Regions from separate parts of the Mus musculus genome. Here regions 2, 3 and 4 are each linked to region 1. Evidence: chromatin contacts called from public promoter capture Hi-C data. All regions are on one chromosome and are shown on one strand. The core of a region is the stretch at or near the end of the contact, and the rest is flanking DNA. Distances in the headings are between cores, read along the strand shown. Region 1 holds the start of Sfrp4 (secreted frizzled-related protein 4). Region 2 overlaps Amph (amphiphysin). Region 3 overlaps Gm31887 (a long non-coding RNA gene). Region 4 has its middle 95 kb from the start of Stard3nl.

Evidence for each region. Promoter capture Hi-C pulls out the DNA fragments that hold promoters and counts their contacts.
Region 2: a contact with region 1 is called in a promoter capture Hi-C map of liver, with 2.2 times the contacts expected there. The contact joins the enhancer-like site here to the promoter of Sfrp4 in region 1. A contact is called at or near these places in 5 of 39 promoter capture datasets (the C10 cell line, cranial neural crest, hematopoietic stem and progenitor cells and 2 more), 1 of 484 Hi-C or Micro-C datasets (DN3 thymocytes), 1 of 115 datasets of contacts at active chromatin or transcription factors (embryonic stem cells) and 2 of 9 other capture datasets (adipose tissue and liver).
Region 3: a contact with region 1 is called in a promoter capture Hi-C map of pre-B cells, with 4 times the contacts expected there. The contact joins the enhancer-like site here to the promoter of Sfrp4 in region 1. A contact is called at or near these places in 11 of 39 promoter capture datasets (the C10 cell line, Sertoli cells, cranial neural crest and 7 more), 33 of 484 Hi-C or Micro-C datasets (B cells, the Ba/F3 cell line, the G1E-ER4 cell line and 25 more), 14 of 115 datasets of contacts at active chromatin or transcription factors (the 230-238 cell line, T-cell acute lymphoblastic leukemia, astrocytes and 6 more) and 2 of 9 other capture datasets (adipose tissue and liver).
Region 4: a contact with region 1 is called in a promoter capture Hi-C map of pre-B cells, with 3 times the contacts expected there. The contact joins the enhancer-like site here to the promoter of Sfrp4 in region 1. A contact is called at or near these places in 5 of 39 promoter capture datasets (3T3-L1-derived adipocytes, the C10 cell line, the HPC-7 cell line and 2 more), 2 of 115 datasets of contacts at active chromatin or transcription factors (the 230-238 cell line and neural tube) and 1 of 9 other capture datasets (liver).

The regions. Positions count from the first base shown.
Region 1 is chr13:19,619,278-19,626,777 of GRCm38.p6, reverse strand. Sfrp4 (secreted frizzled-related protein 4) reads right to left here and starts at 3,603. Exons shown (of 6, transcript NM_016687.3): 1 at 2,901-3,603; 2 at 1,670-1,750; 3 at 1,519-1,584. The coding sequence starts at 3,345. It overlaps Epdr1 (ependymin related protein 1 (zebrafish)), which reads left to right and starts at 6,948. Exons shown (of 3, transcript NM_134065.4): 1 at 6,948-7,484. The coding sequence starts at 7,216.
Region 2 is chr13:19,137,363-19,144,862 of GRCm38.p6, reverse strand. Amph (amphiphysin) reads right to left here. Exons shown (of 21, transcript NM_175007.2): 18 at 7,121-7,327; 19 at 5,431-5,691; 20 at 2,797-2,898. Among named protein-coding and RNA genes, the nearest start is that of Gm31887, 53 kb to the left of the region's middle. Within about 2 kb of position 4,347, at least 41 of the 459 cell types and tissues checked have an H3K27ac peak or open chromatin away from gene starts, as enhancers often do. A contact at or near this core is called in DN3 thymocytes and liver, where this site is marked.
Region 3 is chr13:19,158,827-19,166,326 of GRCm38.p6, reverse strand. The region is part of intron 3 of Gm31887 (a long non-coding RNA gene); the gene reads left to right. Among named protein-coding and RNA genes, the nearest start is that of Gm31887, 31 kb to the left of the region's middle. Within about 2 kb of position 4,031, at least 29 of the 459 cell types and tissues checked have an H3K27ac peak or open chromatin away from gene starts, as enhancers often do. A contact at or near this core is called in the 230-238 cell line, cerebellar granule neurons, cerebellum and 1 more, where this site is marked.
Region 4 is chr13:19,296,920-19,304,419 of GRCm38.p6, reverse strand. It overlaps Tcrg. Among named protein-coding and RNA genes, the nearest start is that of Stard3nl, 95 kb to the left of the region's middle. RefSeq lists an enhancer at 3,612-3,919. Within about 2 kb of position 3,544, at least 31 of the 459 cell types and tissues checked have an H3K27ac peak or open chromatin away from gene starts, as enhancers often do. A contact at or near this core is called in the 230-238 cell line and pre-B cells, where this site is marked.

The sequences.
Region 1 (7,500 bases), core at 2,354-4,853:
CAGCTTTGGAGGCCAAGGTGAAGCTTCTATTCATTCAGTCATCCATGCTATGTTTGAATTACTTTTTACAGAGGAATTCATTAGTCATAACTGCCAGGTCCCTAGGGAATGCTGGCTTTTATCTAATCACCAGAAATCCTCTCATAGTTCAGGCTGAGCTCATTTCTAGATATTTGGACAGCCTGAAACCCAATATTAACATATTCCAACTACAAGGACTCTAAAAGTTGCTGTCCTCAGTTCACTAAGGTAGCACGACAATACAAGCTCCAAGGAGTAGGGATGAGGTACTATTACAGGGGGATGCTCAGGTCACCAGCTTTGATCAAGTTTTAAGTTTCAAATTTGGATCTTGCTACTACTTAGTGCTTCTAGCGGAGTTGTAGATCAGCCCCAAAACAAGACTGTTTTGAATTGCACCATAAGAAGCTGCTTGAAGAGGAGCCAAAAGCATACCAAATGAACAATTCATTATCAGCATGGCACCCCAGAGATAATAGTAGCAGAGAAACTCTGGTTGGACCTATCGGGGATCCTGGCAGATGAAGCACTAAGCAGAACAAAGTAAGGTAATATCCACATAGAACATGTTTCAGGAAAATAACCTATTTGGAAGAAAAAGATTTTTTCTGTAATTGAATTATCCACATTGGTTATTCATGACTCTAAAGTTTGACAACCTAACTACAGGTTATTTCCCAAGAGCTCCATATCTCTCCTACTTTCTAAATAATCTAAATATTCTACTGAAATCATGTATCAGTTAAAATATGAAAACCAAGTTGATGAAGAAACTATATATCTTTCCTGTTACTTTTTTGTCCTTGTTATTTTAGGAGAAATTTAAAAGTTTAGAAATTCAATAAAATACTAAATAGCCCAAGGAGGCACTTGATTTGTTTTTTCTTCTTTTCAAGTATATGTTTGTATAGTGTATGTATGTGTCATGTGGGTGTGTGCACATATGTGCCAGTGCAAGCAATTGAATCATTTCTGATCTCAAGTACAAATCTTTAAAGAACATAAGAGAATTGTATTTCCAAATGATGATAGAGAATTAAAAGTACTCAAAACTTTTAAAATAGCATGGGCTTTGTTTTTTCCCTCTGGAGGAAGTACTAAATGGTTTGTTCAAGTAAAAGAGAGGATGCCTAAGCATCTGTAGCTGTTGGTGAAGAAAAAGGCACATGGTCATATCTTCATCCTCTGGTCTTCAGATAAACAAATCCTGGTCCAAAGCCCTGTCCTTCCTGTAAGGGAACAACCTGAGAAACGGAGCGGCAGTCTCGACCACTCTGTGCATAGCAGTTTTCACTGAGGTCAGTTTTTTATGTGAATTATTTATCTTGTGCTTGCTTTCATTAACCCAGCAAAGACACTTTATGGTTGTTGAGTGGTCCGGAAACCATGTAATTACCCATCCATTACCCCTTCTTGACTACTATATCCAGTCTCGTGCGATTTCAGTGCCTTGCTGTGCCAAGTCCCCAAAGCAAATGCTGTTATCAGAAAACTCACCATAGCTGTAGTTTTTGCTCAGGTATGTTGCCAGGGTCGGCTTCACCTTTTTGCACTTGCACCGATCTGAAAGAGACACAAAGTCCATGGGCAGTGGGGAAAGGACATCACTCTGCGCACAGAGCAGAGGAAGCCCGAGGACAGAACTCACCAGGGCTCAGACGTTTACAGTCAGCATCAAAGGACCTTTCTTGCACCATCATATCTGGTGTGATGTCTATCCACTTCACATCTGAAACACAAACAGGGCCTCAGGGATGTAGTCAATGCCTGGGTCTCCTCATTCACGTGGAATAGGAACCATTGGAGGCTACGAGCCAATACAAACATCCAACACAGTATTGCCGTAGTAAAAATAATGTGATTGTTACCTACCTTTCTCACTACAACTCAGGCCTAAGGAAAAGAGTCTTTGAGTCAAGAATTTGCTGACTCAAGCAGAATCTGATGCAAATGAACATCCATGACACTAACCTGGAGCAGTCTCCTCGCCCCTTCCCTGAGCACCCTGACACTGCTGTTCCAAGTCTTCTGTTAGAACCACCAGCCTGTTTCCACGCTGCTACCTCCCACTGCAGTGCAGGAACAGCCCACAGCTGCATTGTCAACAGTACTAAGCATAACTTCCAGGCTTAACAAAGTTGAAGCAGTTGTCTAATGTGAACTTTTTTTCTAGTATTCCAAATAAGAGAACCGTTTAAAGCAAGGTTGATAAATCACGCCCACCCCCTTTAACTCATATCCTAGGCGCAGCCTCTTTAAATAGAGGATGATCTGACTTAGGGGAAGCCTCAATAAAATAATGCAATAATGTTCTCAGGTTTCATTTCAAGAAATGAATTCGTAGTGTCCCTTCCAACAGTAACAGTAAAACAGCATAAAAGAAAATAACGGAGGAAGTGACACAGGATCAGATTAACCAACATGCCACAGGGCTCTGCTCAGTGACCACAACATAGGCACAGAGTGGAGTTTAACCAGGGCGACTACATTTACAAACTTTACGCCGCCGGGTGGGAAGCCGGAGCTATTATTGCTCTTCGAGAAAGAACTCCCGGTCAGCATGGAATGAGAACATATTAGCCACCACGTGCTGGGACTGTCTCAAGCACCAGCTTTCTTTGCTTAAGCTATTGTTTCCTTTATTTACCTTATATTAGACACTTAAATGGGTTATTCTCCAACAACCTTATTCTCCATGTCCTTCAGGGAGCTGTTTCTCTCCCCTGAGAAATCCCTGAGAGATAAACTTCTGGGCCCTTCACCTCCCCCAAGGCTGGGACAGGAGCTGGTGGGCTCTAAGCAGACACCATCTGCTTCTCATGCGAGTGTGTTTGTTCCCTAGAATCTCTTGGCCTCCTTGATACCTCCTCTTCTCTTACCTTCTGGAAGGTCAGTGACTATTGCCTCTGGAGAGATACAAACTCCACGGTCATAGACCGGCAGCTCATCGCAGGCCAGGCTCTCTGGCCAGCTGTGGTTATACATCTTCATGAGGGGCTCGCAGTCGTCACGTGCGCGCTGGCACACAGACTTGCAGGGCTTGATGGGATCGTGCAGGAACTCCAGGGTACAGATGGGTGCGTACATGGCACAAAGGAAGAAGCGCAGCACAGAGCTGCAGTTCACGTCCACTAGCTCTTCATACTGTTCGATGGCCAGGATGGCGTTCTCCTGAGTGCTGTGGTGCAGGTGGTTGGGCATCCGGGTGATGTTCCAGGGCATGTGCCTGCACATGGGGATGCGCACAGCTTCGCAGGGCGCTCCGCGAACTCCCAGCGCCAGGCGCAGCCACAGGCATAACGCCACCAGGATGGAGCGGAGCATGGCACTGTCCTCCTGGGCTGCAGTCTCTGCTGGGAGGACCCTTTTCTTCCAGCCCCGTTGACCTCCTTATCTCTTTACCTAGGGGCAGTGGAGTGAGCTTTCCTGCTGGAGCTCCAGTCTGCACTGATGAGGAGTTCTGGGGGGTTGGCCGTCGATCACCCCTGGGCGCACCGGCACTGGCAGCGCCAGCACTCAGCCTCCAGAGCAACGACCCCCGCGGGAAGCTCCAGTCTCGAGTCCCGCAGCTCGGAGCGCAGCGGGCCACGGCCATTGTGGAACCCTATTTATCCAGACGCGTCCCCTGACGTGGGCTCAGCAGCCTTGGCAGCGGCGAGAGCAAAGCCGGCTCCCACTCCGCTGCTCCACCCCCAGCCTCTCCTGCAGAAGCGATGACATCATCTCGGCCGCTCCACAGCCAAGGGCCATAGTTCTGCATTTCCCCCCAAAGTCCATCCTTTTTTTCGTCAGCTAGTCTTTTTTCTTCAGATCAAGAAAAGGAGCATCTTGCTTTCAGCCATTTGGGACTCTGGATAAAAGCCTGTGCAGGGGAGACTTTGCTAAGTCGGCCTTAAAGTTTCCCTAAGTTCAGAGTTGGAGCAACTGGAGCAACGTGACCCTGTTGTTGCCCTTTCATTTCGAAACACTTGTTTTTCCTTTCCCATAGGGGGCGAGAGAGGTGCCTCAGCTATGAGGGCAGTGTGGATCAGGGAAAGCCTAGCACAGTAGGTGTTGGAACTAGCACTGGCAGTTTATATAAGCCTTCCCTAGACCACCCTGAGTTGTGCGGAGTTTGCTATTGTTGCTACTGATGTTGTTTTGTGGCCACTAGACTTAGTTCTGGCTCAGATTTTTACCAGGCATTTGGTTTGTGACTGCTCCAGGAACTTGGAACTGCCCAGGGGTGCAAGAGCATCTCTGTGTTGGAGGAGTTTCTCTATTCGCTACTTTCTCTAAAATACTAATTTCTGAGCCCAACATGACTGGAAAACAGAAGAAAACAAAGATAACTTGAGATGCTGCATGCTGAAAGATTTTCCCAATCCACCAGCGTGATCTTTGCTAAATTGCCCGTTATTTTACTTGACTAAGAACTCACTAGCTTTGGAAAGCGAGCGTGCATGTTTACTTTCCTCTTCTTTGCTTTAGAAAGAGACATGAAAATCAATGCTGGTTCACAGAAAAGAGCTGTTACTGTTGCAAGTTTACACCAAATGCCTGCCAATCAGAAAGCAAGACTTCCGATGTAAACTTGCTCTCATCGTTGACAATAAGAAAACATGTTCTCTGAGTGTTAATCTTTAAAGGTATGGTTGAGCTTGAAACCTGGGTTAAAGGAAGTTCTTTTGCCTCTCCCTCCAACGCTGAGGCCCACAAGTTAGCTTAGGTGTGAATCTGACTGAGGATTAAAACAGCTGTGCAAAACAAAAACAGCAAAAAACAAACAAACAAAAAAACCACAACTGCATTTGTCATCCTTATTGTGTAAGGTATAGAGACAAACACTATGAAGACATTAATGATCCTATGAGATCAGATACTATTTAGATCTGTGTAAAGTACCTATTCATCCCGAGCAATCCATAAAGGCATTCTGCTTTCCTACTGAATAGGTCTCAAGTCCCAAAGATGCCAAATGCCATAGGAAAATATCAAGCAGAAGGGGGTGGCCAAAAGGCACCTCATGCCTTTTCTGGTAGTGAAATCCCAAACCTAGTCTACCGCCCCCCTCCCCGCACCACACACACTGAGCAAAAAAGATCATTAGATTAACTTTCTAATGAGAAGAGAGGGGGTATAGAAAGACAGAAGGACAGAGACAGAGACAGACAGAGGGATAAAAACTTCCCACCTCTTTCTCCAACCCAGTATAGATGAGACCCTAGGTTCCTCCCAACACTAAATGAAAACAAGAAAAGAACTAAAAGAAGGAAACTATTAAGACAGGAATTTGGGACAGAGGGGTAGAGCTCATTGTTGCGCTCACTCCAAGTTCACACTCAGCCTAAGGAAGCTACCTTCAATGTGGAACTCTACCTATCAGGCCCACCGATAGTCAGTCTGTCCCTGTTTTTCATAATGTTATACAGAGCAGAGGGACTTGTCCGAAAATTCTTGTCAATTGTCCTTCCTCTTCCTGCCCTCCCAAAAGGCTTGCAGCTTTAGCACTAAAGCCATTGTCCTCTAGTTGGGTGCTTCTCTGGGGTGACTCCCATTTGGGCTCCCTATTCTTCCTTTCTCCCCTCCTACATGCCTGCTGCTCTCAGGATTTTGACCCTAGCTTTCACCTCAGTCTTCCCTCTCCCGTCAACTCCAAGTTTCCTCATTCTCAGGACTTTTGAAACGTAGGTTGGAGAGTTCCTTGTCAAATATCCCTGGGAGGGGGGTGGCAAGAATCATCCATCCATCCATCCATCCATCTCAAATTCTCTTCAGTGACCCTTTCTATGCCTGTGGCTTCCGAATCTAAGACTTGGGCACTGCATGCTCAAGCCATGCAGAACTGTCTTTGGTTGTCTCTACCTAGATATTCCCCAGTCATCTCAAAGCTAACTGGCTGAACTACAATTTTCCTTCCTTCCTTCCTTCCTTCCTTCCTTCCTTCCTTCCTTCCTTCCTTCCTTCCTTCTTTCCTTCTTTCCTTCCTTCCTCTCATTTACCCAAATCAGAACCCCCTGCCTCCAACTTCAATCTTTCTTTGTAATTTCAAGCTCCATTCCACCCTACCCATCCCCATTGCTGTCACTCAGCTACTCTACAGCTGGCTTGTAGTGTAGCAGCTTCTGCCCTGATACCCTGCCACTCTGTCTGACACTGCATTTTCTTCCTGTGCTAGCCGAGTGAGCTTTCTAATATACATCGCTTATGAGGGTTGTCCCTGGCTTTTTGTGGGCTTGTGGCTCTCACAGTCCTCGATATCAACAACAAAACACTCAACAGCTTTTAAGGCCCTAAATGATCAGGCTCCTGATTGTCTTACAGATACTTGCTTGGGCTCCAATCCTGGAGTTCTTTTGACCTCACTCAGAAATGCCCCAAACCATTTCCTCTTGGCTCACTCTTCTTCATAGTAGGTATTAAGTGGAAATGTAAATAACATTGTAAAGCAAGGGTCTTTAAAAAATTGCCTCATCTCATCTTGTTTCTATATTATTATTAATCCTACCATTACTTAAACACACACACACACACACACACACACACACACATACACTAAAGTAAACCTCTAAAAACACAAACCTCTGGACTTGAAGCTTTGACGTGTAGGAGAGAGGAATCTCACTGAATTGAGACTCAGGCCTGAGATTGGAAACTGCACAACGAACACCACAGAAATTTAGTGTCATTTCTTCAGGAAGGGACCATTGTAACACTTTTAATTTGTAAAAAAAAAAAAAAAAAAAAAAAAGTCACGATTTTACCAAGAAACAAATTACAGCAGCCAGAGAATGTGCCACACCTCTGCTCTGCTCCTGTCCTCCTTGAGGGGGGTTGCAGTTCTTGGAGAAAGGAGTCCCTTCTCAGAGAATTACCCCTTCCATCCCAAACCCTTTAAGTGCGATGCCCTTTAGGATGCTAGTGGCATCACTGCCGCTGCGTTTCCTGTTGGCAGCAGAGAGCAGGAAAAACAAGCTTTGGTAAGCCTCCGCCAGAGCAGAAAGAGCTGGGGCGATTCACGCGGCTTTCCCAGGCCGGTGTCCCGGTGTCCGGAGCCCCCAAGCCAGGAGCCTGTGGAACGGAAAATCGAGAGAGGCCTGAACTGGGTCCCGGAGCACACCTTTCGCCAGGGCGCAGAGAAGGCTCACGCGACTAGTCCAACGCAGGGCCTCGGCTCTCTCTGGAGCTCGGCTGACCCTGGGGCGGCAGATCACGATGCCCGCGCGCGCTCCCCGCCGCCTGGTCCAGGGGCCTCGGGGGACCTGGCTGCTGGGAAGCCTCTGGGTCTGGGTGCTGTGCGGCCTGGGGATGGCGGGCTCCCTGGGAACCCCACAGCCATGCCAGGCACCCCAGCAGTGGGAGGGACGCCAGGTTCTGTACCAGCAGAGCAGCGGGCACAACAACCGCGCCCTGGTGTCCTACGATGGTCTCAACCAGCGCGTGCGGGTGCTGGACGAGAGGAAAGCGCTGATCCCCTGCAAGAGGTAGGCAGCTTGGAAG
Region 2 (7,500 bases), core at 3,098-5,597, 480 kb after region 1:
TTCTCCCATTCCTTCTTCCCGGGGATGTGAGTGTGAATATAGTTGTCTTTCATTCTCTCTCCCTCCCTCCCTCCCTCCCTTCTTCCTTCCTTTGTTCCTTCCTCCCTCCCTCCTTTCCTCTTTTTCTGTCTGTCTGTCTGTCTGTCTGTCTGTCTCTCTCTCTCTCTCTCTCTCTCTCTCTCCCTCTCTCTCTCTTTCCTTCCTTCCTTCCTTCCTCCCTCCCTCCTTTCCTCTTTTTCTGTCTGTCTGTCTGTCTGTCTGTCTCTCTCTCTCTCCCTCTCTCTCTCTTTCCTTCCTTCCTTCCTTCCTTCCTTCTTTCCTTCCTTCCTTCCTTCCTTCCTTCCTTCCTTCCTTCCTTCCTTCCTTCCTTCCTTCCTTCTTTCCTTCCTTCCTTCCTTCCTTCCTTCCTTCCTTCCTTCCTTCCTTCCTTCATTATTTGATCTCATAGGCCTTATGGTTAAGAGATTGTCAAGTCTCAGTTGAGAGTCCAAACTGAGACTTTTGAACAATGTTAGAATTGTTCAGACTTTGGGGATGTTGGAAATCGACTGAATGCATTTGCATTGTGAGGTAAAGGGATCAAGAGTGAGACACTGTCTTTTGCAATGGTTTTGGTTATCAATTTGACAAGGAATATACTTGCCATGGCTACTTACCATTGCCAACTTGATTAGATTAATTAATAAATGCCTAGAAAATTTCATGAAACATGTTTTAGGACTTTTCTATGAGTGCAAGTGTTAACTAAGGGCATAAAACCTGTCCCAAATGCACAGAGCACCGTCCCATGGTTGTTATCTAAATTAAATAAAAAGGGAAATTGAGAAATCCGGTGAAGTCCCAAAATGTTCTTTCTTTGCTCTTTGTCTGCCAAGAAGCGAGGAGGCCCAGATGACATGCCTACTGCCATGGAGCCACCTGCTGTCAGACCTTCTCTGCCACCCACCATGAGCTGCAATTCCCAAAAAGCCCCTCCTTGCTTGAGTTGCTTCTCCTCAAGTCACAGCAATGAGAAAAGTAACTATTTAAACAGAGTGTTAATACTTTAAGTTAAACAGAGATGTTTCTGGATCTGCCTATATTGTCACTCTCTGCTTTATCAGTTTTTGCTCACAAAAAGTTTAATAATTACATAACAATTTTATTAGCCCATTCGAAGAATCAATTAAGGGCTTATTAACTATTGTTAATTGTAGGGTTTTGCTTGTTTTGCATTTTTCTGTTTTTTGGGTTTTGTGTGTGTGTGTGTGTATCAATGTATCTCTCTGTGTGTACATGTTTTGAGAATGGATTTTTCTATGTAGCTTAGAATAGTCTCCACCTGCTAAGCCACCCTATCAGTATCTGTCTCCTGAGTGCTGGGATACAGACATGGGCCATAACTCTTGGCTATTGAGTGCTATTGGTTGCATTTATTTGTAAATTTATCTTTTTATCATTTCCTTGTTTTTACTTTATATTGAATTACATGTCAAATTTCATTTATTTATTTATTATTATGTATAAGGGTGTTATGCCTGTCTGCATGCCTATGCATCCACCATATGTGCACAATCTCTGCAGGCCAAAAGAGGGTATTAGATTCCCTGATATTGGAGATACAGTTGTGAGCCACTATATGTGTTCCAGGAATCAAATTTGAGTCTGTGGAAGAGCAGCCAGTGTTCTTAATTGTTGAGCCTTCTCTCCAGCTATAGTATGAAATATTTTTCACTTCATTATTTATTTGATAAATATATCACTTAAAAATCTGTCTTTAATTTTTTAAAAAAATATTTGGAGCTTTATTTTTAAAATTAACTTATAAAGGCATAGCATCTGGGTGTTAAGCCATTAGCTGATTTATATTGCTAAATCTATTACCAAAAGAAGGGGCAATGTAGTGGCATAGAAATGTTAACTTTGAAAGCTGTGCATTTAAACTTTATTTTTAGCGGAAAACCTATACATCTATTTCTTTAAAATTGCTATGGGAGTGATAGCTCTTTTCTATAAAGTACATGCTCATAGGCTTGTTGACACAGGCTTTCCATACCATTTCAAGAGCTCCCAAAGTGTGAATAAGAACAATCTTGGAGTTCCTAGCACCTTATTATCCAATCATTCTGATAAGAGATATGTTTCCCAATTGAGGTATAATTTAAATTCTGTGTCGTATAAAGGCAGAGCTGTTGATTGTAAAGTTTAATAAGGCTTCACTAAGGCTACATGGGTGTGATCCCCATCAAGATCCAAAACATTTCTACACCCCTTTAAAGTTTTCCAGGTTCTTTCCATGGGTTACCACACCAGAGCCAGTCCCTTCTGAAAAGGATGTTTAGCTCATGCCTGCTAGCATCAACATTTCCTAAAACCTGAAGTCAGAAGTACAGCATCCCCAGCAAGATATCTTAAGAAAAAGTCATCTCATCTAATTGTATAGAAAGTGACAGTCAATGGGCATTCGAAATGGGTATACAAAAGACCAGCGGATGGAGTCCTGAATGTGCAAGTCCTTAGCGTCTTTTTAGAGTTGGGTAGCAGCATGTTAGAAAACAGAAATGCAAGCCGGGCGTGGTGGCACACGCCTTTAATCCCAGCACTCGGGAGGCAAAGGCAGGCGGATTTCTGAGTTCGAGGCCAGCCTGGTCTACAAAGTGAGTGCCAGGACAGCCAGGGCTACACAGAGAAACCCTGTCTCGAAAAACCAAAAAAAAAAAAAAAAAAAGAAAACAGAAATGCTTCAGGAAATCACTTGTCCAGCTGACCCTGGAAAGATCCAATACGGCCCAGCGCACCCTCCAGTCGTTACATTACCTGGTCGGCTTCTGAGTCTGAAGGCACCACGAGTACCACGTCACCCCTTTGTAGGTTAAGTTCATCAGAGTTCGCTGCCTCGAAATCATGCAGGGTTTCCACCTGCAACATAGTGAAAAGGAATCCGGTAATTTTAGAGAGGCTGAGTGTGTTGACTCTACCTGTAACCCCTGCACCCAGGAGTCTGAGGCAGGACACTAGCCATGACTGCAAGCCAGCTTGAGCTAACTAGTGAGCTGCAGACAAGCAAGGGCTGTAGGCTACACAGTGAGACTCTGCCCAAAATAAAAGAAAGAAGCAAAGAAAGGAAGGAAGGAAGGAAGGAAGGAAGGAAGGAAGGAAGGAAGGAAGGAAGGAAGGAAGGAAGGAAAGGGGAACATCATATTTCTGAATAAGATTACACAGACATTGCTAGAAGTTTCTCTGAGTACACAAGATGAAGATACTTATTGCAGTCCTGCCATGGATGGGGTGTGGTCTGCAGCAGAGATTCATTTGTGGGAGTGGGTAGTAAGAGGCACGGAGAACATCAAGACAAGGACTGTAGTGCCAGGCCACTGAGGTGATGTCCTCAAAAGAATTAGCAGGTTTCTCAAAGGGCCCTGGTTATTCTCCAAGAAGAAAACGGGAGAGGGAGATTTTCCTTACTCTGGCTTTCTGTGTCATGTGACCTTTCCTTCTCACGAGATAGCATCTGCACGCAGCCAGAGCAGAGACACTGACAGTGTCCTTTGCCTTCCCACTGTAGGCTAAATAGAGCACTTGTCTTTCGAAAGACCTAGAATCCAGCATTTTTGTATCATAATATAAACTTAATATCATGAACCAGGTTAATACAATCCCCAAGGGGATGAGAAAGCCTCACAACACTTGGAAATGTTACTTTCTATTTGCTTAACACCCTTGCTTCTTACTGACTTGTACAAGGCCATTTGTATCTATATTTATTAATTCAATTCAAATTGACACAATAGCTGAAACTTTAGCTTGTTAGTTTTCATTAGCTATATATCGTAACTGATGACTGTTTAAGTTGAGCTAAACATGCTAAGCTAAAAAGCTATTTTGTTAAGTAATGAAAAACCAGGCAAACCACCACTTGTATACTATATAAGAATTAGTATTTAATTAAACAAATAGCTTTTTAAAACTACATTTTCACCCTTTTCTATCTTATCACAATAATTATCCCATAGCATCCTGCTTTTCCTTTGCACTTAATATTTTTTTTTTTTTTTTTTTTTTTTTTAGATTTACATTATGGGAAAAGCAGGAAGGCTAAAACATGTAATACCCATCTGTCAGTATGGGGACTCTCTAGTCCTGGCCAGTTTTATTTCTCCTGGGTTGATTCCTTACAAACACCTGCACATTCAAAATGAAGCAGCCTACTTTTAAAATATGTATTTTCTGTGTAGAATAAAAACTATTAGAGATATAACTGACTGTTATTCAAACATTAATTCATGAGAGCAGAAGTCCAGGGAAGGGTTGAGAAGTGCACCTTGGGTCACACTGCAGTGACTGCCAGGCTAAGCATGGGCCCTTTGTGCCCCGGCCTTGCCTAGCACAAATTTCCTGGGTTTTATGTGTACTGCTTAAACAACTAACCAGGTTTGTAGCCGTAATATTAACCTGTACTTTCAAATATTTTGCATACATTAATCCCTTTATTATACCCATGCCCTCCAGTACAAAGTAGCAGTTTCCTTCTAAAGAAGGGACAAAGAAAATAGATAAAGATATTCAATCCCATTCTTATGAACACAAATTTTATATACATTAAAAAGAAAAATAGGCATCCAGGCTCGGTGGTCTGTGCCCATCGCCCAGATGTCTGGGAGGCTAAAGCAGAAGGTCACGCGGTGAGGACCTGCCTATCAAAATGAGCAAGGCTCTGTCTCTAAATTTAAAAGTACAAAGGTTTGAAGCAAAGCAGCAGAGTGTTTGTTTGCTTAGCATGCGCAAGGCACTGACTTTGCTATCAGGACAGCAAAACAAAGAACCAACCAAGCAAAACAAGGGCTGTGTTTTGAAATACAGTATCAAGTTAAACAATGCTTACAATTTCTAATCAGCTTCTTCTTGGGACCTTATCTGCCACACCACTGGGCTGGCTGTAACTGGCATTTCTGGGCAATTACTATGGTTGTTTTATTGAGGGATAAGAAGGCTTTAGTCCCTGGCCAGGAAATCTTTCTTCCCAGGGATGGAGGCTTGCTTGCTTTTTTTCTCCCTTTTCACAGAAGGCCCATAGTGCCTTTAGACACTTGGTTTTGGACTATTTGTTGATCCCTCATTCTGCATTTGGACTGAATGACTTTGTGTCCTGCCTGGTTGACAACTCCTTACGAAACATACTGTGACTTGAAAGGCCTGGTCTGAGTCAGGCTAATCAGACACAGCTCTGAAGGAGGCATGGAAAAGTACTATCATAGATCTTGCTTGCCTAAAACACGGGCTTCGGGTCATTTTCCCAGGAAAAAATCAGGGTAAAGGGAAAGCAAATTTGAAAAAAAAAAATACACAAAACGACGACGAAGACAACAACAACAGAACCCACACACTGGAAAACCAGAACAAGGTGCAAAGAGAACTCAAATGACAATGACCCTGAAGTGACAATACAAAGACCTTGTAGAGAAAGCCAGGAGGCAGTTCCTGAGTGGCATCCCCTGCAGACAGCGAGGCATCCACAGCACCTGCAGATGCAGGCAGAGTTGCCTGAGAATCCAGAGGCGTGGGCTCTGTAGCCACTTCCTGCTTCTCACCCGCTGAGCCCTGGGCAGCCACATCCTCAGCGGCCTCCCTCGGTTCAGTACCCGTAGCAGTTTCTTGGTGTTCTCCTTCTCCTTCATGGTTGGAGGCTGGCTCAATGACAACAGAAGGGATGACCTGGTGGGTAGAGAAATGGACAGCGTCATGGCCTGGAAAATGATAGGTGTACTTGCTCCTAGGTCAGTGTCTTCTCCCAGCCACCCACTTTCTCTGTCCCACTAACCCACAGTTCCAAGCCCACTAAGTTTGCAGACTGTAGACCTACACCTTGTGTTTGTCCTGACTTTTTCACTGTCTCTCTTGAGTACTAAACAATTAGTGGGAATTCTATCTTGATCCTTGAGCAGACACACTCCTGGAAAATGGGAGGGTCCTACGAGGGTTTGCCATGGTTGTTCATGACCGCCCATGTGGCCTGGCACATACTGACTTTGATTGCTGCAGGGCAACAGGAGGAGACAGAACCACCTCTAACTTCCTGTGTGTGCTCATCTGTTTCCTTGAAAACTGGGATAAGCTTCTATAAGAGAGGCCCTCTAGGGAATCTGAGATGCTCTAATAATGATAAACATGAAGTAGTGATAATAGTAATTCAGAGACACTACTTATACTGAGTTCCCAGCAAAGGCTTTGTAGGGAGGGCAATCACTCAAATAGCTCTATCATTTTTATCACACTCCTCCTTCCCTTCTCCATTATGGGTTTTCTCATTGTGGTGGTCTGAATAAAAATGGCCCCCATGGACTCATAAAGAGTGGCATCATGTGATGTTTGGAGGAAATGTGTCACTATGGTGGGAGGTGGACTTAGAGGTTTCAGAAGCTCAAACCAGGCATAGCAGCACACTGTCTCTGCTGCCTGTGGACCCAGAAGTAGAACTCTCAGCTCCTTCCCCAGCACCTTGCACCAATGTCCGCATGGCACCACACTTCCCACGACAGCTGTAATGGACTAAACCTCGGAACTATAAGCCAGCCCCAATTAAATGCTTTCCTTTATAAGAGTAGCTGTGGTCATGGTGATTGTTCACAGCAATAGAAACCCAAAGACACTCCTCATCTGTGCCCTTCCCCCAGCCTTGAGTAGGCTAAACAAACCCACACATGTTTTACAACCAAGCTGCAGTCATCTGGCCTCACTGCATTTGCGATTTCCTACAGGGGGTGTGAGGAGTAGACCACCTGCTGAGCGGGTTTTGCAACTCAATCCAGCTGAAACAAAGGATGGGAGGGGAGGTCTGTGGGCTTTCCCTATATAAACACAGTGCGGAATCTTAAACTTTGAGCCTTGATCAGAACTTTGTCTTGGCTTACCCTGTCCGTTTTCATTTCCAGCCCCCCTTCCAGGTAACACAGTTCATCCACAGCCATGGATGGCTACACTCATCTATGCTTTATTCCCTCTATCATGACTGAAGCTTCTTTCTCCTTCCGTGTTTCGGCCACAGGTGTAGGAAGTCCATTCCACACACAGGCAGCTACTGCCCAGCCAAGTAGGAAAGACCCCTCTAAACAGTGCTCTTCTAAGTTCCTCAAGGAACCCTTACCTGAGGAGCACCCGCTTCGGGCTCCACTGGTTGAGGGCTCTCACTGATTGCAAGCTCCGTGCTTTCCCCGTCAATTTTGGCTCCCTCTGGACTTCCTCCTTCTCCAGCAGGGAGGGCTGCCTTCTCTGCCTCTGCTTCCTCCACCGGGGCACCCTCAGTTGGCACTGCAGTTTCCACAGTCTCGCCAGTATCAGTTGCGGGAGGGATCTGTAAGGTAGAGGGAAGTCACTATGCCTGTGTCTCCACAACCTTCACGAGGCCTCAGGCCCACTCCATCATTCTTCCTTAACTGCTAAAGCCCTAGCACTGAGCTGCTTTGCCATAAACAAAATTCCAGGAGTCGGGCAGCAGAAACTGCTTATTCAGAGCACACTCTTCCT
Region 3 (7,500 bases), core at 2,782-5,281, 460 kb after region 1:
CTCTGACTGGTGTGAGGTGGAATCTCAGGGTTGTTTTGATTTTCATTTCCCTGATGATTAAGGTTATTGAACATTTTTAGGTGCTTCTCAGTCATTCAGTATTCCTCAGTTGAGAATTCTTTGTTTAGCTCTGTACCCAATTTTTAATAGGGTTATTTGGTTCTCTGGAGTCCAACTTTCTTGAGTATATATATTAGTCCCCTATCAGATTTAGAATTGGTAAAGATCTTTTCCCAATCTGTTGGTGGCCTTTTTGTTTTATTGACAGTGTCCTTTGCCTTATAGAAGCTTTGCAATTTTATGAGGTCCCATTTGTCAAGTCTCGATCTTACAGCACAAGCCATTGCTATTCTGTTCAGGAGTTTTCCCCCGTCCCTATATCTTCAAGGCTATTTATGAACTTCTTAAAGCCCTCTATCATCACCATGAGATATGATTCTAATTCTGAATCTTGCCTATTCACTGTGTTGGGGGTATCTAGGACTTGCTGTGTGGGAGAACTGGGTTCTGGTGATGCAAAGTAGCCTTGGTTTCTGTTGGCAAGGTTGCCTCTTGCCATCTGGTCATCTGTGGTGTTAATTGGTCTCTCTCTCTCTTTCTCTCTCTCTCTCTCTCTCTGTTGTCCTTCCTGTGGGCCTGTAAGCCTGTGATCTGAGGTGTGTCAGCACTTCTGGGGTGACCAGCTCTCTCCTGGTAGGATTTGTGTGTGGAGGGCTGTGAAACAGCCTTAGCTCCTGGATGCAGGTAGAGACTGGAAGGATCCTATCCACAGGTGCTCCACTATTCCTGTACAGGGTGGGCTCCTGGCTGGTCTACTTTGGACAGTTATTGGAGTGAAAGTGGTGATCTCACCTCTGAGCTTAGGAGTGAGAGCACTCCTGGGAGACCAGTTCTCTCCTGGCGGGATTTGTGTGTGGAGAGCTGTGGAACAGCCTTAGCTCCCAGGTGCAGATGGAACTCTTCTATTATTTTGTTGAAGATGTTTTCTTGCCCTTTGAGTTGCGAATTTTCACTCTCTTCTATACCTATTATTCTTAGGCTTGGTCTTTTCATCGTGTCCTGAATTTCTTCAATGTTTTGAGATAGGAGCTTTTTGCTTTTTGTACTTTCTTCAACTGTTGTATCAGTGTCTTCTATGGTATCTTCTATGCCTGAGATTCTCTCTTCTATCTCTTGTATTCTGTTGGTGATACTTGCATCTGTTGTTCCTGTTCTCGTTCTTAGGTTTTACATCTCCAGGGTTGTCTCCTTTTGTGTTTTTGCTAGTGTTTCTATTTCCATTTTTAGATCCTGGATGGTTTTCTTCATTTCCTTCACCTGTTTGATTGTGTTTTCCTGTATTTCTTTAAGAGATTTATGTGCTTCCTCTTTAAGGGCTTCTACTTATTTAACTGTGTTCTCCTGTATTTCTTTAAGGGAGTTATTTATGTCCTTCTCAAAGTCCTCTTTCATCTTAATGAGATAGGATTTTAGGTCTGAGTCATGCTTTTCAGATTTGATGGCGTATCCAAAGATGCTTGTTGTGAGAGTTCTGGTTTCTGATGTTGCCAAACAACATTGGCTTCTGTTGCTTATGTTCTTGTGTTTGCCTCTCACCATCTCCTTATCTCTGGTGTTAATTGGCCTTGCTGTCTCTGACTGGAGCCTGTCCTTTCTGTGAGCCTGTGATCTCAGAGCCTGTGTTATGTCAGAAATCCTGGGGGGTGTCAACCTGCCTCTGGATGTGGGCAGAGTGTGTGGAGAGCCAGAGCACAGGGTCTACTCTTGAGATCCTAAGTTTGTCAGAATTCTGGTGGGGCAGGGTTGTGGAGATTTCTCTGGATGTGTGTGGGTATGGGGAATATTGAAACATAGGCTCCACTCCCAGGCATAGGTGCAAACCAGAAGGAACATGTCTGCTAATGGGATTTTTTAAAATCATGATTAAATCAACACATGATAAGTGTAACACATTTACAACCAGAAGTATTTATTTTTGTCATTTATTATTATTGGCATTATTGTTATAGTTATGTTTATATAAAAACCTCAGATATCCACATATACAAACCCTAACCCTAACCCTAACTTAGCAAATAGTTCCAAGAAAGGATGATGGCAGATGGCATCTAGAATAATGAAACTTGATTATTATCTCTCACTTTGAAAATCAACTTCAAATGGATCAAGGACCCACTATAAGATTAAAGCTTTGAACTTCAGAGCAAAAAGTAGAGAATACATTTCAAGATAAAGACACCAGTAGGGACTATTCAATGTTAATTGAGTGAAGAGGTAACCTGCACAATGAGAATAATTTTTTGCCACCTACATGTCAGACAGAGGATTTACAACAAGAATATATGAAGGACAAAAATGTTCGTCCAAAATGGCAGAGCAATGACCAGTATGGCAAAATACCTCATGATAAAGTGGTGGTGTTCATGCCCTGGTGGTGCCAACAACTTTAATTGGACTTAAGACCCACTCAACAAGAGAGAAATCATGCCAGGTACTAGAAATGCAGCCAGCTACACAGAGGTAGTGAAGTCCTGTATCTTGGAGGAGAAGCACAATTACCATTTCACTAAACCAGCATAATCCCTAAACATATTATAATTACTTGTCTTTATACCCACAGATAAATGCAGTCTCCACCTCTCATCAAGGAAATGTCTCTTTGCAACAGAGAACAATATGGAAAGCCATAACCAGTCAAACTGCAGGATAATCGAGTCTATCCCAGTGAATACATATAGAAAATAGTACATATCTATGGCTCAGGGATCAGTGTAGAAGAGGGAGTGGGAAGATTGTCAGAGCCAGAAGAATGGAAAGATTGTGTCTCTTAGAAATTTCAGAAGCCACTCCCATAAAGTCTTATCTCGAGGAGCTGAAGAAGGACAGCAGCAAGAGGCCTCAATCCTACACAACTGTTTTAGGCAACTAAGGAATCTGAGAGTTGGGGAAGAACTCACTAATGGTTATCCAGCACCAAATAGCCATTCCTGAAAATGGACATATAGGTAGCATTATATAGATTTAGTAGATTACATTTAGGAATATATGTGTATACACAATGGTCAATTAGAAAAGAGGTCATACATTTGAGAGAGAAAGGAGGAGGCATAAGGGAGTGTTTGGAAAGAAGAAAGAAAAAGGGGAAATTAAAAATACAAATACTAAATATAGCTATTTTAGTAAAATATATAAAATATAATTTACATTAAATTTCTTTCAATACTTATTTTTAGCTATCAACAGGGTGGGGTGGAGCACCTGGAAGTAATAACAATCCTGTAGTCATGCTTGCTTCTAGCATTTACACTGAAATATTCAAAAAAATATTTCTCACTAAAACTTCTAACAGTTAGAAATGAGCCACTCTGAGACTGGGACACCAGTGTACAAGACAAAACTAGAGCATCTAGTTACCTGAGATCAAAGAAGCCCTCAGACCACTGAGATCATGCCAAAGGCATAGATGCCAACTGCATTGGCTTCTACTTTCCTTCTTGTCAACTCTTCCTTCTTCAGAATCTTCAGATTCAAGACTTCTTCTAAATTGGTGCAACAGAAATTGTCATTTTGGTCTGTGAATTTTCAGTTTGTATAACTAGGCTTAAGCACATCTTTTATTTTATTTTATTTTATTTTATTTTATTTTATTTTTGGTTTTTTCAAGACAGGGTTTCTCTGTATAGCCCTGGCTGTCCTGAAACTCACTCTGTAGACCAGACTGGCCTTGGACTCAGAAATCCGCCTGCCTCTGCCTCCCAAGTGCTGGGATTAAAGGTGTGCACCACCACGCCCGGCTAAGCACATCTTTATTAAACGAAATAAAAGCCATTACCATTAACACGGTTTTGCTAATGAGAAATAAATGCTTATTTCTGTAGTGTAACAGTCTGTCCTTTAGAACTGATGGGCTGAAAACCCTCCTTGCATCTTGCTGGTTATGGAGCCACTTTACTGACCGAATGTCTAGACGGTTGAGGAAGTGGTTGCTGGTTGTTTAGAAGTCAGGAGAGTGTGGCAGGATGTGGCAATTGTAATTCTGTTCTTTCAGCGTTTGAAGCATTGGCTGTGCAATGGGTATTTTTTAGTGGTGCTGTGCAGAATTGGGCCCTTTCTGTTGACTGATGCTGCCTGTAGGCACCGAGGTTTTCTGTGCATCTAATTGGCTTGCTGAGTATACATTTTGCTTGTGATTATTTTACAGGGATTCAGACCGGACCACCAGCAGACCGTTAAATGGTGACCCTGACCTCCTTTTGGTTCAAGTCTGGCTTAAGGAAATAGATATGGCTTCAAAATAGATGTCTTCTGCCTTTCCCGGTAATTGTGCAGGCCATATATCAACAGACCCGAATCCCTGTCATTATAGAATTGCAACAAGTGCAGGTTATAGCAAACGCATCAATTTCCTATTTCTATTTCAACCCCTATGAGATGCTCCCTAGCAATGGTACAGAAATTAGTCTATTTACCATGATTTATTATAATTACTGCATTCCCCATGGTTTCCTGACTTGTAAGTAGGTGTCTGATCTCCCTGTATTATGTTTTAGGCACAGTGAGGCCATTAATGTTTGTAGCTATCTCCTGGGACCACAATACATCAGGATTAAGAGCACTCACCACGGAGTCTGAAACATCACAGACATTTAGTATGTTTGTACAGGGGGGAGGGGGGTGCCATCAAAATATACTTTAGGATTATATTAGGAGATTATAAGGGTGTCAGTGGAGCTAAATTGTGTGTTATCACTATAGAAGATTAAAAGAAACTAGCATTAATAGACTTTTTATCCTGCCAGCCTGGGATAGGTCATGGACAGCAACAGTGACTCTAAAACCATTACTGACCTAGAAGGCTGAATCAGGAGTTAATAGCAGAGGAGACAGGGCTCCGAGGAGGTAAACAGACGATGCTTGTCCATGTCCATGTGCCTGTGCAGCTCTTACAACCTGCAGGTTCTCAGGCTGCAGAAGTATCTCTCACCAATGTTGGGAGTCTGGGCTAGGCGCCATGTCCAGGGAAACTGAGTGTATCCTGGACACATATGTGCATGAAGATGTCAGGAAGCTTCCAAGGACCGGCGTCAGCCTGGCCCGGGGGGGGGGGTGGGGGCAGTTCTGAGGAAGGGCTGTCTGGGAACAGCGGTGGGGAGGGGGGAGGGAAGGACTTGTGTCCAATCTGGCAGCCTATGTTCTGCTGGAGATAGCTTTCCAGCTCTCTTTCTCTTTGTTCTGCTTTCTTTCCCTCTGATCTGATTTCTCTGGAGACCTCCAGACTTTCTCTCTGTGTTCTGCTTGAGACAGTTCTCTAATCAGGTCTCTCTTGCTATCCTAAAATATTCTCTGGATAGCTCGTCTCCTGCAGGCCATAAGCCCAGTCTTTTTACTTTACGTATCAGTCCCGTTATTTACTTCAGTATCCCATGAATCAGCATCTCGTGATCCCAGCCCCTTAATTCCTCGGAGACAGTAAGCACATATTCTCTTTAAACATTGCAAAAGAATTCAGAGGTTTGCTTGCCTGGTAAGCACAGATGGTGAGCTAGCTGCGTGGGACCTTGTCCTGAAATTACCATTTCTACCACACCTGAGCCTAACTGTGCTGTGTCCTAGGCTGACCCTGAACGCAGGAATCTGCCTGGCTTTGTATCTTTCTGAGAAGCAGGCTCATTACTGTGGCTGCCTTTGCTCCTTTAGATTCATGAAGCCCCTCATATAGTTCATATTGCATCCTTATTCTTTGCATAATTGATAAATTATATATTTTTGAATTCATGTTTTTAGAGTTCTTTTCCACAGCCTTAAGGGCTGTCCTGAAGGTCCCAGTATATACCATTATTTGCTGAGACATTAACCACACCTTTTTGCAGATTATCATGTAGTCATTAACATTAACAGAGAGGTCATTCCTATGAAATGTGTAATATGGACATAGTGTGAAATGTGTACATTATTATACAATCAAACCTTAGGCCCAGGGCAGCCATCAACACTCTTGGAGGCTGACATCCACTGGCCCCGTCGCAGGGACAGGAACCCTGTCATTTTGTCCTTCGAAGGTCATGTTGGATCCAGCAAAAAAAGCCATCAGTTCTGATCAAACCCTGCCTCAGGTACACGACTGTCTGTCACACTACACAGCCAGCCTGAGGGGCTCATCTAGAAAGCACAACCGAAGTATGATCCATGCACACAGTACAGTGGGCAGAGGGACTTCTCAAGATGAAACTCCTGGGAGGGCACCTTTAGAGCACCTGGCTGGGAACCTACAACTTTGAACAGCTTAGCGTTGAAAAGGGCGGGATGACCAGTCAAGCCAAGTGTGTCTTTGGGAAGGTCACTGTCACAGGCAATAATAACTTTTTCCTCGTGTGTCCCACTGTGATGTGCAGAGAACTGCAACAACACATTAGTGGGGAAATAGATAGGTTAGTTTTAAGGGCAATTTAAAATTTTATAACCTTTTAATCTTAATAATAATTCTTCAAGGGAGATAAAAACTGCATTTGACGGGCAGGAGAATTGGAATTTAGGAAGCCTTACCTGCTTAAGGTCACTTTAGACACGAGGAGGCGTGGACTAAACAAGCCCGGAAAGTCCCCAGCAGAAGCCACTGCCACGTCAGGAACTTTGTGTAGACAAAACATCTATCCCAGAGTAGACAGTGAAAGGGAATAATGTGAAGAAAAGTTCAGAAGCTAAAAGAATCACACTCAGATGTCACTAAAGGATGCAGGGTGTTTTCCTGTCATTTAGCAAACTATGGGGACAGAAAAACATGGAAGACATTTTCCCCAGCACTTCAATCGTTAATGGAGCTTTTTAAAAAGTTAATTCTTGATGTATTAAATGATAACAAACACCTCGTAGGACATATTTATCCTTTTCCTACGAAGAGTAGGGTATGTACCACTTGTTTCAATTTTTTCTGATGAAATTCCAGCTTAGAAAAATGAAGGAAGTCATTTATGTCCTATAGCTCTCAGAGAGTACACTAAGAACTTGAAAGGGGGCCGGGAGAGATGACTCGGTGGTAAATCGCTCGCCACACATGAGTTTGATCCTCAGCACCCCAGTGAAGCCGGGTGCAGCATGTGTTGTACCCAAAACTTCAGCTCTGACACAGCAAGAGCGGAGGCAGAGACGGAGTCTTCAAACGCTTGGAGGCCGGTTTGCCTGGTGTACGCGAAGGGGAGCAACAAAGGGACTTCTCAAACAAGGTGGAAGGATCAACACTCAAGGTTGTCATTGACTTGCCGCACATTGTGGCAAGCATGTGTCCATGCTCTCACACACAAACATGCACAGGCATACAAACTCACAAAGTCATCACATGCATATCACACGCGCGCGTGCACACGGGTACACACACACGCACACACACCAAATTTAAAACATTAAAAACAAAAAAGAATTTGAAGGAGCCACTTGGTTCACTGAGCCTGTGCTCTGAGCAAACTACTTGGCAGGTTATGACTCAGAATTTATTATCTTTGCTAG
Region 4 (7,500 bases), core at 2,295-4,794, 320 kb after region 1:
GCCTTTATTTCACAGCACCATGCTTTTTGACCCTCAGACTGTCCCCTGAGTGCTACCAGAATTCTAGAAAGGAAAAGGTGATGAAGGCGAGTGACCTCAGGTACTAAACTCCCTGAAGCACAGCTTCACTCTATAAGATGAAGTTATAATATTCCATCCCCTAGAATTGTGTATCTTTAGTGAATTAGCAACAACAAGTGCAAACAAGCCCTTGAGAGTCCTGTTATAAGCCCTTGACTCTGCCTTAAAGAGAATGGAACACACACACACACACACACACACACACACACACACACACATACACACACACACACACACACACAGAGAGAGAGAGAGAGAGAGAGAGAGAGAGAGAGAGAGAGAGACACTGATACTGATTTCTATTCTTCAACATGGAAAGGATGGAAAAGTACTATAATACCATATACTGTACTATACATCAAGCAACCCCTGATCATCCAACAGCCCTTTAAGACAGATACAATTATGGCCCACAGTTCACAGATTAGAGAGTTGATCTCACTACCAAGATTGCTTTTTGAAGAAGCATTCATGATTTAAAGCCAGATTTCTTTGATCTACAATATATGGAGGGAGAGGGCACAGAAAGACACAGACTGAATTTGTACATTGATGCAGCCCATATCCTATCTTTTAGAGATAGTCAATCAAAAAACCCACAACATATAAAAGCACCCATTGCTTCCTTAAGATAGTGATGATTTCCTTAAAGTCTTGTGAGTTCATCTGTTTATTCCCCAGGATTACTCTATGCCACTGGCTTGTCATTCTTACTCCCCCATCCTTCCACTTCTACTTTAGAATAACTGTAATTGTTCCACTTGCTGTAACTAGAACAGCCACAGTGCTTCCCATTGAACATTTGATTTGGTTTAAAACTGTTCTTCCATAGAGAGCAATAACAAAGTAGGCTGTGAGCCTCGGGCATTGTAGAATCCTTCATAGTGATGCTGGGTAGATGTGAGTAGCATCCCGAGATTCAAGTTCATCCATAGACTGAATCACTTAGAGAATATTCTGGAAATCTGGGTAATTTCTGATGCAAAAAGGAGGTTATGCAATCTCTTTGCTCCATGACTTTTTTGTCAACACAAACAAGTATTACAGCCTTATGCAGGTAACCATACAATTTGTTGGGAGAACCCTGAACATGAAACCACATTTCACAGAATTCTGGCTACTTCGTCTAGATTTTCTTGACTATATCAGTTTCTCTTTTAGAATAACAAAAAATGTACATGTTTATAAAATCATATATAATGTCTGAGTCCATACATATATTGAGTATTCTTTATATTGGGATAATCATAATTTTTTCCTAAAACATCCATTCATTATCTCTATGCCACAAGGACATTCAAAATCTTTTCTACTGTCTTTTGAAATACACATCATATTATTATTTAATGTTTTAGTCCCACATTAAAATTTATGCATCTTTAGAACAATTCATGAAATTAAGTGATTTCAGGTTTGCATTCAAAGTTACAAATCGAATGGTTGATATCTGCATGAAGCAATGATGGAAATCACTGGTGTGGTATTTTCCAGGTAGTGGATTATGCATTATCTTAGGTACATATCACAAACAGTGAGATACACAGAATTTCTGTGTTCTGTACAGGGGAAGCTATGGCTAGGAGTAATGTGGACTCTCCTGAAACCCCACGGGAATTACAAGGTATTACCCTCAACTGGTTTGTGTCAACATCTCTGCTCTTACCTAGTATAGTGTAGGTTTGTAGGGTGGAAACAGTCTATTCTTCAAGCAAACCTCCTTTCGCTCTTGTGCTCAAAATGGATGAAGGAAGTGACCTCTTTACTCATATGTTTAACTTAAAATGTGGGTTTTTGCACAATCAACTCATTTCTGTGAAGCCAAGCAGAGTTTCCCATGGAAAACAACAAGAATATCCAGGCTTAAGACAATGAATTACCTCCACATTCTCACACAATCGACAGCACATGCTGGCAAGGATGTGAAATAGGAGGAACACAAACACTCCTCCACTGCTGGTGGCACTGCAAACTTGCACAACTGCTCTGGAAAGCTATCTGGCAATTTCTTAGAAAATTGGAAATAGTTCTACCTGAAGACTCAACTATTGGGCATATACCCCAAAGATGTTCCCCAAAATTATAAGGACATGTTACTCCACTATATGTTCATCGCAGCCTTATCTGTTATAGTCAGAAACTTAAAGCAGCCCAGATGTCTCTTAAACAAATAATGGATACAGAGAGTGTGGTTCATTTACATAATGGAATACTATACACCTATTAAAAACAAGGAAATCATTTATTTTGAAAGTGTAGCAGAGAAAGGTGTAATAGCAGAGGGACCTGAGTGGGAGAGGGGAAGGGAACAGGAAAGGGGAGGCAGGATCAGATGTTGGGAGAGACAAGAGAGAGGCCCAGAAGATCAGGAGAATGAATGGAAATCTACATCTGCTAGGGGTTGGGGGGGGGGGGAGAGAAAATCTAGGAAGTCCCAGAGACCTGGGATGGGGGAGGTTCCCAGGAGAAAATGCAGGTGACCTTACCAAAGATGCCTAGCAGTGAGAACATGGAACCTGAAGAGGCCACCTTCTGTAGCAAGGTAAGATCCCCAGTTGAGGGATAAGGACACAAGCCCACTCACAAGATTTTCAACACAAAATTTGTCCTGTTAAAAAAGAAATATACGGACGGACAAGGATGGAGCAGAGACTGGAGGAAAGCCAACCAAAATCAAGCCCTTCTTGAGACCCATCACATGGGCAAGCGCCAAGCTCTGACACTACTAATGATACTCCATTATGCTTGCTGACAGGAGTCTAGCGTGGCTGCCCTCTGAGAGGCTCTACCTAGCAGCTGACAGATGCAGATACGAACAGCCAAACATTGGATGGACTTTGGGGACTCTTATGGAAGACTTGGGGGAAGGATTGAAGGCCCTAAAGGGGATAGGAACACTATACAAAGACTAACAAAGTCAACTAAGCTAGACACCTGGGACCTCTCAGAGAATGAGCCACCAACAAAAGTGCATACATGGGCTGGCACATATGCAGCAGACATGCAGTTCAGTCTTCATGTGGGTCCCCCAGTAACTAGAGCAGAGACTCTCCCCTAAAGCTACAGCCTGACTGTAGTATCCATTCCCCAACAGGGTTGCCTTGACTGAGCTTCAAGCGAGAGGATGTATCCCAGTCCTGCAGAGACTTGATGCACCAGGGTTGGGGGATACCTAAGGAGGTCTCACCTTCTCAGAGGAGAAGGGAGGGAGGGAAAGAGGTGCTGTGAGGAAGGACTGAGAGAATGTGCAGCATTTAGGCCATACATACATACATATATACATACATACATACATACATACATACATGCACACACACAGAGAAATTCTTAGTATTAAAAAAGATGAAATTGAATTTAGATCTACTTCCTTATGCTCCTGAACTGGCTCGACCTCTCCAGGCCCTGTTCCTGGCCTCTAAACAGATTCATGGCTATGTCAGCACTAGGAAACAGATGCCATGACTGGCTGGGAACTGACAATAGGCAGGAGTCTTGTGTGGCTGATATCATTGGTCAATTGCAGCAGACATGTCTCTTGTGGTGTAAAGCCTCATAGCATCTTCCTGCTGGAGTCCACCTGGCAGCCCAAAGCCTCAGCAAGTGCTGGGGACAGAGAGATAGAAAGGCTTTGCTGTGGCTCAACTCAGTTTTACTTTCTCAAGCTCCTTTTGGTTATCTTCTCTGTCTATGTAGTTGCTTCCTGGAAAATGGTTAAAGTCAAACCTCCTCTGTTTGGGGCAGCACAAAATGTTGCTAAGGCGTTAGAAGACTACATAGGCGCAGTTAAACCACAGCCAGTTTTTGCTCGCTTTCGAAAGACCACAGCTATTAGACAGAAAACCTCCTGTACTGGAAGTGGTCCCGAAACAGCATCTGTGATGACAGACACTGGGCTTGCTATGGTTGCTTCTCATCATGCTCAGCTGAGCATGGAATCTGCTTCCCGGAGCTGCGTAGACACTGGACCCAAGAAAGGAACAGAAAAGGAGAGATGTGTCCCCGTATCATGTTATCATTCCATCAGAAGTTTTTTCTCTAGCACTTGATATAAGTGTTCAAGTAGCTTTTGCTTCATTTTCTAAGTGGATTTAAAAAAGGAACAAAGCTGTGTCCTGAACAAAGTAGCATAGGAGAATGAAGTGAGCAAGAGCAATGTGCTATAGGATGTCACAGAAATAGATAACCAAGGACAGCTGTGCTACTTGCCATTCACTGAGGAGCATCCACCCCAGGAGGAAAATGGTATCAGAGTCCTCTGAGAAAGGCTTAACTGAAAATATTAACAGAATTACAAGTACACAACAGACTAGCATCAGAAAATAAATGTTCAGAAATATGAACACAGAGACAAAATATCCCTAAGCTTTGTTGCACAGGCTAGGTACAAAGTAGGCATTGGGCACTTGGCCTTATTTTTCCAGTTCCAAAATAACTATTAGTATAAATGGAACATTTGAGCCAAGTTTTCAGTGTATTAAAACATGACACATTTGAATCAGATACTGTGATAATCCTGTCTGTAATTAGGACTAACTTCTACACTGGGTTGGATGCTTATTCAGAGAACTGGCTTCATCTACTGTCTTTCCATAATTTTAGGGAACAAGCTGTCAACTCAGCTTAAATCGTTGTGATAAAGCCTTTCTTAACCCTAGCTGATGGTTCAGAGTACATGGACCTTTATTACTGAGACAGGAAATTATCAGAGTTTGAACCATCTAATGCCTAAGGTCCTGTCCCGAGAACAAACATTGGGGAGAGTTCCCTCCATCATTTCTTAGCATGAAAACCCTTGGCTTCACCTCAGTCTCCCTGCTAGCCTCCAATGGCACTGCTGAGGTAGGCATACTCTCAGAGCTGCACAGATGCAGGACTGGATCTGTATAGAAACTGTTTCCACCCAAACTATCAGCATCACTCGCTGCTATGTGCAGTTACCTGTCCTAGGACAACACAGACAGTGACAAGGGACTCCTGGTCTACTTCTCTGGGAAGCAGAAGGTGAATATTCACCTTTGGAAAAATGTATACCTTTCATGATGTAAACTAGTTCCTTTTATTTTTTTATTTATTTTTTACTTATTTTTATTTTTTTAATATATTTTTTATTAGGTATTTTCCTCGTTTACATTTTCAATGCTATCCCAAAAGTCCTCCATACCCACCCCACCCCCAATCCCCTACCCTCCCACTCCCCCTTTTTGGCCCTGGGGTTCCCCTGTACTGGGGCATATAAAGTTTGCAAGTCCAATGGGCCTCTCTTTGCAGTGATGGCCGACTAGGCCATCTTTTGATACATATGCAGCTAGAGACAAGAGCTCCGGGGTACTGGTTAGTTCATATTGTTGTTCCACCTATAGGGTTGCAGTTCCCTTTAGTTCCTTGGGTAATTTCTCTAGCTCCTCCATTGGGGGCCGTGTGATCCATCCAATAGCTGACTGTGATCATCCACTTCTGTGTTTGCTAGGCCCCGGCATAGTCTCACAAGAGACAGCTATATCTAGGTCCTTTCAGCAAAATCTTGCTAGTGTATGCAATGGTGACAGCGTTTGGAAGCTGATTATTGGATGGATCCCTGCATATGGCAATCACTAGATGGTCCATCCTTTCGTCACAGCTCCAAATTTTGTCTTCGTAACTCCTTCCATGGGTGTTTTGTTCCCATTTCTAAGAAGGTGCAAAGTGTCCACACTTTGGTCTTTGTTCTTCTTGAATTTCATGCGTTTAGCAAATTGTATCTTATATCTTGGGTATTCTAAGTTTCTGGGCTAATATCCACTTATCAGTGAGTACATATTGCGCGAGTTCCTTTGTGATTGGGTTACCTCACTCAGGATGATGCCCTCCAGGTCCATCCATTTGCCTAGGAATTTCATAAATTCATTCTTTTTAATAGCTGAGTAGTACTCCATTGTGTAAATGTACCACATTTTCTGTATCCATTCCCCTGTTGAGGGGCATCTGGGTTCTTTCCAGCTTCTGGCTAGTATAAATAAGGCTGCTATGAACATAGTGGAGCATGTGTCCTTCTTACCAGTTGGGGCATCTTCTGGATATATGTATGCCCAGGAGAGGTATTGCTGGATCCTCGGGTAGTACTATGTCCAATTTTCTGAGGAACCGCCAGACTGATTTCCAGCGTAGTTGTACAAGCTTGCAATTCCACCAACAATGCAGGAGTGTTCCTCTTTCTCCACATCCTCGCCAGCATCTGCTGTCACCTGAATTTTTGATCTTAGCCATTCTGACTGGAGTGAAGTGAACTAGTTCCTTTTAATTGACACGACTAAATATGCAGGAAATTGATAGCAATGCTTTCCTGGGACTTTTGTTTTCCAAGGTACAATATCTAGGAAACAGCAGGACACACCATAGAAAGACATTTTACACTCAAAACAATGTAAAAGGGAAACATTTTTCATGATCCTTGATATCTCTTCATGCCCCTTTCATATTTCTAATACGTTGGGCCAAATTAATTATACCAAGACAAATATAACCAATCATTTGATATATTGAACTTATTATGTTATAAAACCATAAACAGCGCATGGTCAAAAGTTTAAAAACATAAGAGTTAAAGAATGTTTTGAAAGATGTATCAAAGAAATTTGAGGCTCAAATCCAAAAATTCAGTTCTTTAAAAGGGCATTTCACTTACCATGAAAGTGTTACTAAATACATTAAGAAATCTTCTCAGTCCAAGTAAAAACAAGATTAACAGTTACTCATTATCAGGAAAAACTGAGCTTCACCACACAGAAATAGACCATGGTGTGATCTGAGTACCACAGGTCAGGACTATGAGTGGGGGTGTGGCAAACACACATGAGATATGACCATGAAGAAATTCATTAGCCCACTAACAAAGCCATCAATGAGCAGATGTCACCATTTTTTCTGCCATTGGAAATCCCCTTGCCTATCTGCAGTATTCTTTCCTATGCCTTAACTTACAAAAGCTGTAAAGTACCAAATATATATTATATAACCATACTCAGACATTGACAGAATCAAAATACACTCTCCAAGGGACAATAGATTTTTCTGACTCTGCATGTTTCCTGTTATTAGCTAAACAAATGAAATCATCAAAAGGTTTAGTCTATTTATAGTCAGTTATGCAGAGTGTTCTGTCAAGGATCTGTCCAGTATGAAGTTACATCATTGCAAATGCTTCATGATTTTAGTAATGATACTGTTGATCCTCAAGTAAAGCTTCTGTGGCAAATCTATCTTAACCTATCATTTAATCTGATAATCAAGCTGATTAAGGTGTGCATTGTGAGCATCTCACCTTTACAATGAAAAGCTTGAGACTTTGATAAATGAAGTGATTTGATAGGTAGGATTTGCTCTAAGTTCTGCTTGATTATGACTGTCATTCCCTTGACCACAAAGTGGTTTCCAAGAGAATACAGT